Regions from separate parts of the Mus musculus genome. Here region 1 is linked to region 2. Evidence: chromatin contacts called from public Hi-C data. All regions are on one chromosome and are shown on one strand. The core of a region is the stretch at or near the end of the contact, and the rest is flanking DNA. Distances in the headings are between cores, read along the strand shown.

Region 1 (6,829 bases), core at 4,129-6,628, 62 kb before region 2:
CTGGGGAAAGTGACTCAGGCCACCCATTCTCCTAAAGTCCTCTTCCAGCTCTGGGGCTTCGGAGGAAGTAAGGTCACGGTGTGGAGAAGCCACCAAGGAGATTTTTTTTCCTGAGAAATTCATGTTTTCATTTGAAGGTGGTCAGGCAAGATCCACGTTTGAAACAGAGTCTTAGACATTTTAGTCCTAGGATCTGTTTTCGGTAGAATGGAAAAAAGGGGTACCCATGGAACGGTGGAGGGAGGGAGGAGGGAGGAGGGAGCTCCTGTTAGGGAGGGCTGTCTTGATTGATGTGAGCCTGTTGGCAGAGCTGAGGGTGAGATGAGACTGCATGTTGGGAAGGGGACTTGGAGTCCTGATGGGTAACAAGGATTAAGTTTCTTGGCGGGTCACTACACTGATTTCCTCAAGCCTTTTGGGGTCTAAGCAAGAGGTCTGAAGTATGCGTGTGTCTAGTGTTGGTTGCCTCCGATTTTATTTCAGCTCCCAATAAATACCCACCTGTCTACACCAGAATGCTGCATGATCATTACCTTGATCTGTCTGAGAGGCTGGAGAGATTTAAGAGCCATTAGCATTCGGATCTGAAAAACAGCTGGGCTCTGTGAGACCGCACATGATTATCTGGCCAATTCAGTTAATATGGACTGCTGAATCTGAGAGGGGCGGTGGTGATATCCAAGTGACGTCTATGGTTATGATGTTCATTTAGTATGGACTGGTTGATTCTGGGGGTTTTAGTCTCTTTCCTTTTTTTCAGAATGTCCGGGTTCCCTTCTTACTCTCCCGGAGACCCCCTCCAACCTCCACGCCATCTTGTCCCTGGCTGTGTAGTGAATGTGTCTCCTTGGAAGCTACAAGAGATTCAGGGGACTTGATAGCTTGATAATGCAGATGGGGAAGGATGCATGGCTGTGCGGTCCTCGTGGTAGGAAGAGCGAACAGATTTCTTCACTGTATAGCAGGAGGAAGTCTTTCCGTGAACTGTTCCCAAACCTAGGCAGAAGGGGCAACTTCTAGATCCCTGGAGGGAAAGGACTGGTTTTCCCCAGTCAGGTGACAGGCTTGAATCATCTAGCCTCGTTCTCTGCTCTGTACAGGCTAAGGAGAAATGATTCTTCAGGAATCCTCTGGGTGGGATGAAAGAGGGTACCATCTGTCTTCTGGAAAAGCATGATTGACTAGATTATGATGGCTGCCACAGGGTATGGGCAGGGAGTCACAACACAAAGTCACTGATAGTGAGGACAATCCTCTCGCTGAATCCATCTTGCTGGTGGATCCCATGCAGGTAACTATGACCTATCTCTACTTGGTCTTATGAGGACAGAGTGGACAGGCAACCCCCATTGTTTCATGTGGTTCCAGCAACCTAAAAGCACTGTGTTTCCTTTATTTTCATTCAACCTGCCTGTCATATTACCCTCCCATTTGGTTACAGCTACTCAAGAACACTAGAGTAGAGTTCTCAACCTTCCTAATACAATTCTTAATGGTGTGGTGACCACCAACCATACAATTATTTTGTTGCTACTTCATGTCTGTAATTTTGCTAGTGTTATGGGCTGTAATGTAAATAAATATTTGATATGTGACCCCCCAAAGGGTCAAGACCCACAGATTGAGAACCACTGCCCTAAAGGCTGGGTTAAGTGCTGGGGAGACAGCTTAGCTGGTAGGGGCCTTCCCTAGTGTGCAAGAAGTCCTGGGTCTGAGCCACAGCACTACATAACCTGGCCACAGGGGTGCATATCAATAATCTTCATACTCTAGAAGTGGAGGCAAAAGATAATCTTTGTTTATAAAGAAAGTCTGAAGTCAACCTGGCTTATATGAGACCCTGCTTTAAAAAAAACAAAACAAAAAAAAAACTTCAGTTGAGTGTCCTTTTATTTGGAAGGTAGAACACGTTGAGAGGAGATCTCACTGTGTATCTTGGATGGCCTCAAACTTGTGATTGTCTTGCTTCAACCCCTTGAGTGCTGGGAGTATAGAAGTGAGTCCAGTTACCCAGCTTGCCATTAAAAAATATTTATTTTCGGGCTGGTGAGATGGCTCAGTGGGTAAGAGCACCCGACTGCTCTTCCGAAGGTCAGGAGTTCAAATCCCAGCAACCACATGGTGGCTCACAACCATCCGTAACGAGATCTGACTCCCTCTTCTGGAGTGTCTGAGGACAGCTACAGTGTACTTTAAATAAATAAATAAATAAATAAATATTTTTTAAAAAAGAAAAAAAATATTTATTTTCATTTCATGTGTATTGGTGTTTTGACTTGTTCTGACTGAATGTCTGTGTGAAGGTGTTGGGTCCCCTGGAACTGAAGTTATACACAGTTGTGAGCTCTTATCTAGGTGCTGGGAATTGAACTGAGCCATCTCTCCAGCCTGTAATCTTGTCGTTTTAAAATTGTTAATATCATAGGTTAATATCCCTGTATGTAGTAATGAGGGATTGATAGGAAACAGCAAAGTTCTGTCTTGATAGAAGAACCAGGGATTCAGAAACACTGCACCAGGAGCCCCAGGTAACTACTAGACAAGCCACGTGGCTTCTCCAAACCTGTTCCAGCCTCCACAGAACTGATTGATATTCAGAATAATGCCGCAGGCACCGAGACACATTTGTTGTATGAATAAATAACAGCCATGAAGGTGACATAAAAATTTTTCAACTGCTTTGTAAATTTAATAGCATCACACTTATAAAAGAGGATAATCATTATACACTTGCTAGTAGTTATTGTGGTATCTTAGAAGTGAAATAGAGGTCTGACTCTTTATAATATGATCGTAATGGTGCATCTTCTGATCATGCTTGTTATTCACATCATGATTCCTTTAGGCTGGGAAGATTAATTGGTAGTAAAGCAACTAGAACCGCGGGGTAAGTCAAGTGGTTCATGACATCTGTTACTGTACTTAGCTTGTTTTTTGTCTCATGTTGGACAAACATTTCTTTAAAAATAAAAAATATAAAATCACACCCATTTGATGAGTTGGACTCTCTGCAAAAGTTTGTGGGTTTTGTACAAGTAATTCTCTAAAGAAAACCAGTGCTTATGAACTTATGTACTACATGTCTGTTGTGGATAGATTTTTAGTTTAGATTTTGGTACTTAAGAGGGAAAACTACGGTCTTAATGTGAGATGATTAAACATTCCACCATGACAACTTCTGAGAAATAGGGAGAACAGGACTGGGAAGAGGGTCTGTGTTTCTCTTTCAAGTAGCAAGTCCTCCTTAGGTAGTTGACAGAGAAACAAAGACAGAGACAGAGAGAGGCAGAGACAGACAGAGAGGCAGAAAGGCAGAGACAAGGAAAGAGAGACAGAGACAGGGTGAAGGAGAGGTTAAAATGGATAAATGCTTTATTGGGAGGAAAGCTATATGGATTTTTTTTTCAGTAAGAATAGTTGTGAAATCTAGAGTTATGCCAAAGACTAAAAGCAAATTTTAAAAGGGCCCTAGAGTTTCTCTCCTCTGGGTTTATTAGAGAACTAAGAAAATAAAATTAAAAATCATACCAACCATATTTTTATTAAAGAGTATTGAGTTACACATAAAAAAAAAACACTGATTCTTTGAAACTAGCTACAGTGGGTTGAATATTAAGTAAAATATCCTTGAAGCTTCAGATTTTGTAAATATTAGTAATAATTCAACTTCGTATGTACATTTTAAAAAGTAACTTATTTTTTACTTTAAAGGCATTGGTGTTTTGCATACATGTATGTTTGTGTAAGGGTATCAGATCTTGGAGTTACAGAGAGTTGTCAGCTGCCATGTGGTGGCTGGGAATTGAACCCAGGCCCTCTGGAGGAGTAGTCAGTGCTCTTAACTGCTGAGCCATCTCGCCAGCTCCTAAATAGTTTTAAGAGGCTCTTTACTTTTAGCACAGATAAACAAGAACATACACCTATGGGAGTAGGGACCACCACCCCTCGTGGTAGCCAGTAGTAATTGTAGGTTCAGTTCTACAGGCAAAGGGGCAGGCTGTGGGGAACTAAAAAGGGGCCTGGGAAGGAGGGGAAGGGAGGATAACCCACATCCTGCCAGAGTTTCATCTATGCTCTGGACAGGCAGACGTGGGAGGGCTGCCAGACGTTTTCCACTCAGCCCTGGGTGGGCATCCAAGCCTCTGACCCACTTGATGGAGGGTGGACAAGAGGCAGCCCCCAAAAGCAAAAGGAGCCCCTGAGCCCTTGTAGCTTCGGGGTTATGGGAGAGAGGGCTGAGGGAAGAGAGGTTCCCGTGCATGCGAGTGAGCGCAGCCTTAATGAGCAGAGACTGTCTATGGTTTTAGAGCTTTATTGTAGAAAGGCAGGGGGAAAGAGAGAAGGTAGAAAGTGAGAGAGGCTGGCCATGGCCAAGAGGAGACAAATGGGAAAAAGAGAGAAAGAGAGAGAGGAAAGGCTAGAGAGAAAGAGAGAGTAAGAGGGAGAGAGGGAGAGGAGAGGAGAGGAGAGGAGAGGAGAGGAGAGGAGAGGAGAGGAGAGGAGAGGAGAGGAGAGGAGAGGAGAGGAGAGGAGAGGAGAGGAGAGGAGAGGAAGAGCAAGAGAACAAAGGAATGAGAGGAGTGAGAGAGCAAGGAGAGGCCAAACAGTCCCTTTTAAAGTGAGCTGCTATCTTTTCTGTTGCTAGGTAACAGGGGAGGAGTTTAGCCTGAAGGTCAGAATCGTGGGCCATTGTCTACATGACTTCTAGCCAAGCTTCTCTTTTGGGGGTTGTGGGGGGTGGTAACTTAGGCAGGAGCCAGAGTTCCAGGACACACGAGAGAACTCCTTCCGTCCCATGTAGGTAAATTATCACCACAGGGTCCCAGGGTTCAAGATCTAGCCTCAACTAGAAACTAGCCTGTCTGTGCATAGCCCAATGCCCCACAGCAGGCTACCATTTTGACTAAAAAAAATCAAGCTAAGGAGTAACCACTAAGGCATATCGCTCCTGACAGGGGATCAAAGAAAAGAGAGATGACACTGCAGGTGGTCCACAGATGGGTATGACCCACTTCATGCAGGACAGGCTTCATTGTATTGCTGGATACAGGTGCTGTGTAAGTAGTTTCTGGGTTGTGTCATGGCTGACCACCTCATTTATTACCTAATCCTGCATCTCCTCTTACTAGTTGAATATGTAGCCCTGAAATGTGTGAGAACCACTGTTGTATGACCAACATGTGGTCTCCCAACAGCATTCTGAAAGCCACCAGCCTTTGACCCCATGGTGATGATTTTCTTGCTCGGACTTCTTTGCTTTTCATAAGCCCAAGGGTTGTATTTTTCAGATAGAATTTAAAATGTAACAAGGCTGGGTCTAAGAGCAGAAAGTGAAGAGAAATGGAAGATTGTCATCCTGGACCAGAGCAAGTTAATGTATAACTACAGATTCCAAAGTACACATGTTTCATGATCACTGGTTTTCTTTAAAGAATTATTTGTACAACTTTCACATTTTTGCAGAGAATCTAACTTAACTGGGTATGGTTTTTGTACTTTTATTTTTGTTTTTAAAATATTTATTTATGATCTTATCTATATACCAATATATTATATATTATCATATTACACATACACACACACACATGCACATACACACACACACACACACACACACACACACACACGAGTCCTAGTCCCATGTTGGATCCCTCTGGAGCTGTGAACCACCCACTCTGGGTGGTGAGAGCCAAACTTGGGTCCCCAGGAAGACCAGCATGTGCTCTGAACCATTGAGCCATCTGACCAGCTATACTTTTCTTTGTCAAGAGATGTTCTTCCAAAATGAAAGTATCAATAATGTTGGAAGATGAAAGTGAATTTATCCTTTAGATAGAAGTAGAGCGAGCTGTGTCTCATTCCTTTATGAGCCCTGAGCTGCCTGATTCAAGACATAAATCTCTAGTTTTCTCACTGTTAAAGTTTTTAAATGATTTTTTGGGGTGTGTCTGTGTCTGTCTGTGTGTGTGTCTCTGTGTTTGTGTTGGTCTCTCTGTGTGTGTCTGTGTGTTTGTGTGTATCTGTGTGTCTCTCTCTCTCTGTGTGTGTGTGTGTGTGTGTGTGTGTGTGTGTGTGTGTGTGTGTGTGTGTGTGTAGCTTCCAGGAGTCAGTTCTCTCCTTCCATTATGTAAGTTCAAAAGATTGAACTCAGGTTGTCAGGCTTAGTGGCAAGCACCTTCCCTGTCAGGCTTAGTGGCAAGCACCTTCCCTGTCAGGCTTAGTGGCAAGCACCTTCCCTGGCTGAGCCACCTTGCTAGACCAGTTTTCTCATCTTTGAGATGGAACGGTCCTATTCCCAGGTTGTCTTTGAGGCTTGAACATATCACACTTTTATAGGTATGGTGAGCAACCTCCTGACTTTATTGCTCACCAAACTGTCCTTCTCCTACTATTACCATATTGCTGAGCTGCGAGTGTGGCAGTCCTGGTGTAAGAACCTTGGTTCTGCTTCTCTCTGCCTGATTGAACCTGGACAAATACAGACCATTAGCTTTGAATGAAGCTAAGCAACTCCCACCGATGTCATAGCCTTTGTAGTAGTTTAGGATGGTACTTCATCTTCATGTTTGTAGTGATGCTTGTATGACCCAGCCTGTGGCACAGCCAGGTGTATAAGGACATAGCACATGCAGCATGTACCATAGTGCTGCTCTATAGTAACAGACGATCATCCTTTACCTCGTTGTGTGTTTACTGCACTATAATACATAATAATAATGTATTATATATGTTATAATACAATTATATTGTCATTGTTATTATTTCTTGTGTTTTGAGAGAGGATATCTCAGTGTAGCCCCAGCTGTCCTGAAACTCAGCTATGTAGATC
Region 2 (6,644 bases), core at 3,150-5,649:
CTGCTAAGCGACAGGACTCTCCACTCCTTCTTTCATATTTACCATGTAGTCACCAAACCCAAGCTCTGCAGAATCTTCAAGAGGAGTTACTTTGTCCTATGCAGCATTCCTTTCTCCAACATAGTATCTGCTACTTAGTGCTTAACACATCTGTGTCGAGGGAGTAAATGAAGGTGAACGTGCTATAGTGATAAGCGAGAGGTATAACCAGAGTGAAAGGGCCCATTTCACTCCTGTTTCTTGTCAAAGCAAGCGTTGAAGTTCAGCCTCTTCTGAAGGATGCTGTCAGAAGTCTCCGTGCAGTCCATCAACTTTCAGAACTCTGTGGATCATTTCCATTTCCTGTCATTTGTTGATGTTTGAGACTATGTCTCAATACCTCTTTGATCATCTTACCTTTTAATTTTAAGATTGTTTTATCAATTCACTTAGCAGGGATAAAGTAGCCTTTTTAAAAATATTTATTTATTTATTTATTATACGTAAGTACACTGTAGCTGTCTTCAGACACTCCAGAAGAGGGCATCAGATTTCATTACAGATGGTTGTGAGCCACCATGTGGTTGCTGGGATTTGAACTCAGGACCTTTGGAAGAGCAGTTAGCACTCTTAACCGCTGAGCCATCTCTCCAGCCCATAAAGTAGCCTTTTAATGAGCTATTCAGAAATAGCTGTGGGCTTATGAAGGTAATAAAACATCCTTGTTTGTACCTGTTTTTCTTGAATTCATTGCACCCTTTTGATTCTTAGCAATGATTCAAAGCTGGGTGCAGTGATGCAGGCTTGTAATCTTAGCAGTTGAGAAGCTAGATCCTGGGATTTGAGGCCAGACTGGGATTATGAGACCCTGTCTCAAAACAAAACAAGAAAAAAAAATATGGTTTTCAGTGTCAGTTGTTAGTTATAAGATTACATTGCTTATAAAAGTAACAAAGTCGATATTTTGTATCCATTAACCCTACCCATTCCTCCGGTTGGCCTAGAACATTAGTCCTTACTCATCATAGCCAGCGTCAAAAGCTCTCATCCTTTGTAGATCTAAATAAATTTCATCTCTGCCAAGAGCCTTTTTTATATGACCTGTCGAAATGAATAGTCTTCTAGTATGACTACTTCCTCAATAAACCAAGACTAATGGGAGCCAGAACTAAGTGTTTGCCTGCGTAGTGCTCCCCACCCACAGCGCTCTGTATTTTATAGTGTCAGAAACAAAGCAGTAACCAGCACTGGGGTAACCAAACCCCTCACTTCCTCTGCTCAGTCCCTTGCAGGAAGGTATTTAAAGCCAGCTGTAACCCCAGGCTCTGCAAGGTTGGGTCTTCGGGAAGTTTGAAAGTCCAGGAAAAGGAAAGCATGAATAGCGCTTCTTTACTTTTCCTAAGGAGGAAGGGGCTGGCAGAGGAGGGAGGATTTAATGCAGCCAGGAGTTCCTTAGGTACCCACTGTCTTAGCTCATTGTGATCTTCAGGTGGAGTTTGAGAGAGGTCACCCAGTGCTCTTTACGACTGAGTATGCCCAGAAACTACACTGAGTCCTGCCGGTTCTGGTTTTAAGTTTACCGGCCCCTTTTATTTTGATTAATTTTGGTTTATAGAGACAATTGAGAAGAAAAAAGTTCAAAAACCTCCCATTCTTCTGCACCCATCCCTCTGGATTACGGAGGGCTGCTATTTTCATTACATTTTGCCTTTTTACTCCTTCTCTGTGTCTGGCTACATTAATAATAATAATAATAATAGCTATTATTATTATTATTTTAAAAGCTTCCAAACAAGTAATTTACTCTAGATACATCCACATGTATTTCTTAAGGACAAGGACTTCTCTTATCAACTGCAGTACAAGCTAAGGAAATGTGTACTGCAGAAATGCTGTTCCCTAATGTTGAACTCATTCAAAAAATAAAGTTTGCCAGGTTTTCCAGTAACACAAATAGGCCTGGTAATTGGAATATGACTTTGATCCTTTGATACCTTCATTCATCTCATGGTTAAACATAGACTGAAGCAAATATGTGGTTGTAGCCATATTCTTTAGTAAGTCCCCCTTGTCTTTAAATTCTGAGTCACTCGCTTTATCTGACAGAGTAGCGTAGGGTTTGTGTGAACGGGTGGGGAATGTCAAGGATGGAGGGAAGTAGCTCCTATGGAAGTAGCACATAGGGACATCTGTGAAGTGGTACTCCTAGCACGTAGCAGGACTGTCTGCTGGAAGTCACCTCATCATTTGTGCCGCAGCTATGGTTTCCAGCTTTCTGAAAAAGGAGGCCCAGTTTGAACATGAAAATCAAATGGCTTATTGGCTGCGTTTACTCAGTGTGCTTGTCTGCCCTGCTGCCTTCTAGCCCGTGCCTAAAGGGTTACCCACGCAACAGAAGCCGGACTTGCATGAGACCCCTACAACCCAGCCACCTGTGTCTGAGTCCCACCTGGCAGAACTCCAGGACAAAATCCAGCAAACAGAGGCCACCAACAAGGTACATCAGGACTCGCTCTAGTCCCGCTTCATCATCCTGAGTCTGTGTTAGAGTCTGAGAGATGAACGCTGGGCCATCCCTTGTTCTCTACAGAATGGCCAATTTAGAAGTATAATTCTATACTTTTATCGTTATTTCCTTTATTGTATGTGTGAGCTGCGTGTGTGTGTATGTGTGTGTGTGTGTGTGTGTGTGTGTGTGTGTGTGTGTGTGTACTACAGCTCAGTCTCAGGAATTGCTCCTCATGAGGTATCTATCTACCTTGGAGTACTTTTGGAGACCATCTTTCACTAGGACCCAGGGCTTAAAAATGAGGCTAGCCAGAGATGCATCTGTTTCCACACTCCCAGAGCTAGGATTCTAAGCACACACCTCTAAGTCTGGCTTTTTATGTGGCTGCTGGGGATTCAACTCAGGTCCTCTTCTCTCTGTTTCTTATCAGGATTTTAGTTTGTCCCACATATACAACATTTCCTGATGCCTTTTGGGAATGAGATCAGATCTCCATGTAATCTTTAACTCTACAGTAAAGCTCTGATGCAAGAAATTTGTGCTTTAATTTTTTTGTTTTGTTTTGTTTTGTTTGTTTTTTTTTTGTTTTTTCGAGACAGGGTTTCTCTGTAGCCCTGGATGTCCTGGAACTCACTCTGTAGACCAGACTGGCCTCGAACTCAGAAATCCGCCTGCCTCTGCCTCCCAAGTGCTGGGATTAAAGGCGTGCGCCACCACGCCCCGCTTTAAATTTTTGTATATCTTCTTACCCTTGTTAGCTCATGGATTTTAATGTCTGTTTTCAAGGCACTTGTCCCAAGGGGGCTCTTGAATATCTGGTCAAGTGTGCTCTTATAATAGCCTTTCCTGTACTAGATAGCAGGCACTCCTTGGTCATATGGGAGAGTCAAGAGAATACGCTGGCTGTTGACATAAAGAACGTGTGCAGTGCATGAGAACTGAGGTATCTGCGCATTGAGGGAAGCAGTGCACATCTGCTGCCTCTCTTCATAGTCTGATGGTTACAGTGCACGGGAAAGGAGTAAGGCGGTATGCCCTAAGTTGTTCTTTAAACCCGAAACGCACAGGACAGTGTGATGGCCCTCGAGGTTAAAAGTCATCATGGAGCTAACAGGACTTTCTCTGCTGAATTCAGATTCTTCAAGAGAAACTGAATGACCTGAGCTGTGAGCTGAAATCTGCACAGGAGTCATCTCAGAAGCAAGATACGACAATCCAGAGCCTCAAGGAAATGCTTAAAAGCAGGGAAAGTGAGGTGAGAGGCTACGTGGTCACAGACCTGTGGGGAGACGGGTCACGCTGGTGACGTAGATAAGTGCTCTCTATTTGTAGATGTCACTATTGTCAGGCCAGCAAATCTTTCTATGGGAAATTGTCCGCTAAGTAGGTGCTTTGGAAAGCTCCTGTCCCTAACATCTGCACAGGAGAGAGAAGGACTTTCCGAGTCGTTGGCTAACCTTAGCACGCTATCCTCCTCCTCTCATTTCCAGACTGAGGAGCTGTACCAGGTGATCGAAGGACAAAATGACACAATGGCAAAGCTTCGGGAAATGCTGCACCAGAGCCAGCTCGGACAGCTCCACGTACGTGAGGGCCACAGGCAGGAATGGGGCCGCCCTGGCTGCCCGGGTCTCCCGGGGGCTCCGTGCTTCCCTCCCTGTGACTGTGATTGTGATTCTCCTCTTTTCAGAGCTCAGAGGGCATTGCCCCTGCTCAGCAACAGGTAGCCCTGCTTGACCTTCAGAGCGCTCTATTCTGCAGCCAGCTTGAAATACAGAGGCTCCAGAGGCTGGTCCGGCAGAAAGAACGCCAGCTGGCGGATGGCAAGCGATGTGTGCAGTTAGTGGAGGCTGCAGCCCAGGAGAGAGAGCACCAGAAGGAAGCTGCTTGGAAACATAACCAGGTAAATCATTAACCGTTCTCTTGCTCCCAGCGCTGACTTTGCCCCACCATGACTTGTGAGCAGGACAGTTTGTGCCCAACCTAAACCCTTGCATCGTTGGCCTACCCAGTGTGGTCAGTGTTTGTTGCCCCCAGAGGTCATGCACCAGATGAGCAGACTGTGTCCTGGAAGTACAAAGGTAGATATCAGACTCTGCCTTTTTATTTCTACTTTAGCAGGAGAGGCAGTCACACGACAGATGTTAATAGGATAAATACTCCCAAAGGGTCTGGCTTATGTTCCCATAGCTATGTCCAGGAGGGTCGGAGGAAAGAAGTCAGAGTGCTTACGCCTCGTGCAGGAGGAGATCGCTGAGGTTATAAGGATAAAGTCAGCTGAGGCCGATGAGGTAGCTCAACAAGTGAAAAATGCTTGACTCACAAGCGTTTCCGCCCCAGAACTATGCCGGAAGGAGAGAACCACTTCCTGAAAGTTGTCCTTTGACCCCCACGCGGGCGTACCTGCACTCATATAAGTAAGACACACACCAATAAATAAGTAAATACATAGATTAATTAAATTGAAAAAGTCATTGAGTAAAGTAGAGAAGGGCATGTCCATGCATAATTAGTCATATAATTTAAATGTATGTAGCATTATACAGTCCTTAAATAGTCCTCTATCTTGTTAGCATGGAACACATGCTGTTTGTTTGTTTGTTCTCTGAATTTTAAAGATCCTTTTTTTGTGTGCTGTCTCCTATCTTAGTAGTTCAGAAATTAATTATGAGCCCTGGATTTTCCTTAGAAATATTAAAATTTCTGAGACTTTGGCAGGTGATCGTGCATGGGAAGCTGAGTTCATTAGGGAAGGATCAGAATTATGGTGCAAACCTCACTCGGTAGAGGGTAGAGCTGTCCTCTTAAGCCAGAAATCGAGCACTGCCTTGGGACCACTGAACCAGCTTTACTTTCTACTCCATACTTTTCCTAAGCTTTCCTATCCTATTTCATTTATATTCTCTATACCTTTCTATATCAAGTTACATGATGGTATTCTCTGCTACCTTATATTTTGTTACATGCCTTTGACGTTTTTTGTCTCTCTGTTCTGTTTTGGGGATGCGATGGAGGAGCTATGTTGCCCAGGCGGGCCCTGCGTTTGAGCTCCTTCTGCCCTCAGGCTCTCCAGCGGCTGGGACTATGGGCAGATGCCGTCATGCCCAACTTGCCTTGAAAGTGCTGAGACCGTCACATCGCATGGTCACGTGGCAAGGTTGCCATAAAAGCACGATCTGTTTATTTCAGGAATTACGAAAGGCTTTACAGCACCTCCAAGGAGAACTGCACAGCAAGAGCCAGCAGCTCCATGTTCTGGAGGCGGAAAAATACAATGAGATTCGAACCCAGGGACAAAACATCCAACACCTAAGTCACAGTCTGAGTCACAAAGAGCAGCTAATTCAGGTGAGTCCTCGACGAAAGCAGCCTCTGAGCTCCCAAATGCCTGCTCAGACCACCTCCGAGGCCCACCTGTGCCCACATAGGACTGCTGGAGATGGAAACATACACAGTGAGTAGAGAATACAGTCCGTGAGCAGCATGCTGTCTATCCGGCACGTAACTAACTGTGTGTGAACATCCGTGAGCAGCATGATGTCTATCCAGCACGTAACTAACTGTGTGTGAATATAAACAGCACAGGTAGTGTGCAGCAAAAGCAACACCTCTGAGTCAGCCACTCTGCTTCATAAAGACATGGCAGGAGAGATCTCTTCAGAAACAGCTGCAGAATTCAGTGACAGAATGACAATTTTAGGGGAAATGGAGCACTAAGAAATACGATCTGCTCTGTCACCTACTCTAATCTCCTAAATTCCAGAGCAAATAACTTTTACATACCATTGTATACAATTCCCACTCCCTCACAGATGTACCCATGACACATCTTCATTTGGGAAGTATCTTTTTGCTGTTGGTAGTTTTGTTTTATTCTGAGACGGCGTCTGACTCTGTGGCCCTGGCTGCCGTGGAGCTCTGTAGTCCAGGCTGGCCTCCAACTTACAGACATCCACCTGCCTCTGCGTCCTCAGTGCTGGGATAACAGGTGTGTTCCACCAGGCTTAGCTCACAATCTTTAGTGAGGTCTTTACTGACACCTTTAGGCGACTGTGTGTCCTGTGTTTCCATGAGAGGACTGGCTCGCCTGTTAAATTATTTGTTGCAGGATTATTAACAATTTATGTCTCTGTCATCTCTGACTCATTTGTGTATG

What was found. A called contact is a pair of places that touch in the nucleus more often than the background predicts.
Region 1: a contact with region 2 is called in a Hi-C map of liver, with 2.4 times the contacts expected there. The contact joins two enhancer-like sites. A contact is called at or near these places in 2 of 15 datasets of contacts at CTCF or cohesin (CD8 T cells and the NIH/3T3 cell line), 7 of 484 Hi-C or Micro-C datasets (3T3-L1-derived adipocytes, bone marrow-derived macrophages, cardiomyocytes and 3 more), 9 of 115 datasets of contacts at active chromatin or transcription factors (bone marrow-derived macrophages, embryonic fibroblasts, embryonic stem cells and 4 more) and 3 of 9 other capture datasets (adipose tissue, liver and pancreatic islet).

What each region holds. Positions count from the first base shown.
Region 1 is chr3:97,817,115-97,823,943 of GRCm38.p6, reverse strand. All of the region lies in intron 4 of Pde4dip (phosphodiesterase 4D interacting protein (myomegalin)), which reads left to right. Among named protein-coding and RNA genes, the nearest start is that of Pde4dip, 68 kb to the left of the region's middle. Within about 2 kb of position 5,378, at least 12 of the 459 cell types and tissues checked have an H3K27ac peak or open chromatin away from gene starts, as enhancers often do. A contact at or near this core is called in liver and pancreatic islet, where this site is marked.
Region 2 is chr3:97,754,631-97,761,274 of GRCm38.p6, reverse strand. Pde4dip (phosphodiesterase 4D interacting protein (myomegalin)) reads left to right here. Exons shown (of 47, transcript NM_001289701.1): 9 at 2,345-2,476; 10 at 3,624-3,743; 11 at 3,979-4,071; 12 at 4,179-4,391; 13 at 5,678-5,836. Among named protein-coding and RNA genes, the nearest start is that of Gm46816, 10 kb to the right of the region's middle. Within about 2 kb of position 4,399, at least 29 of the 459 cell types and tissues checked have an H3K27ac peak or open chromatin away from gene starts, as enhancers often do. A contact at or near this core is called in liver and pancreatic islet, where this site is marked.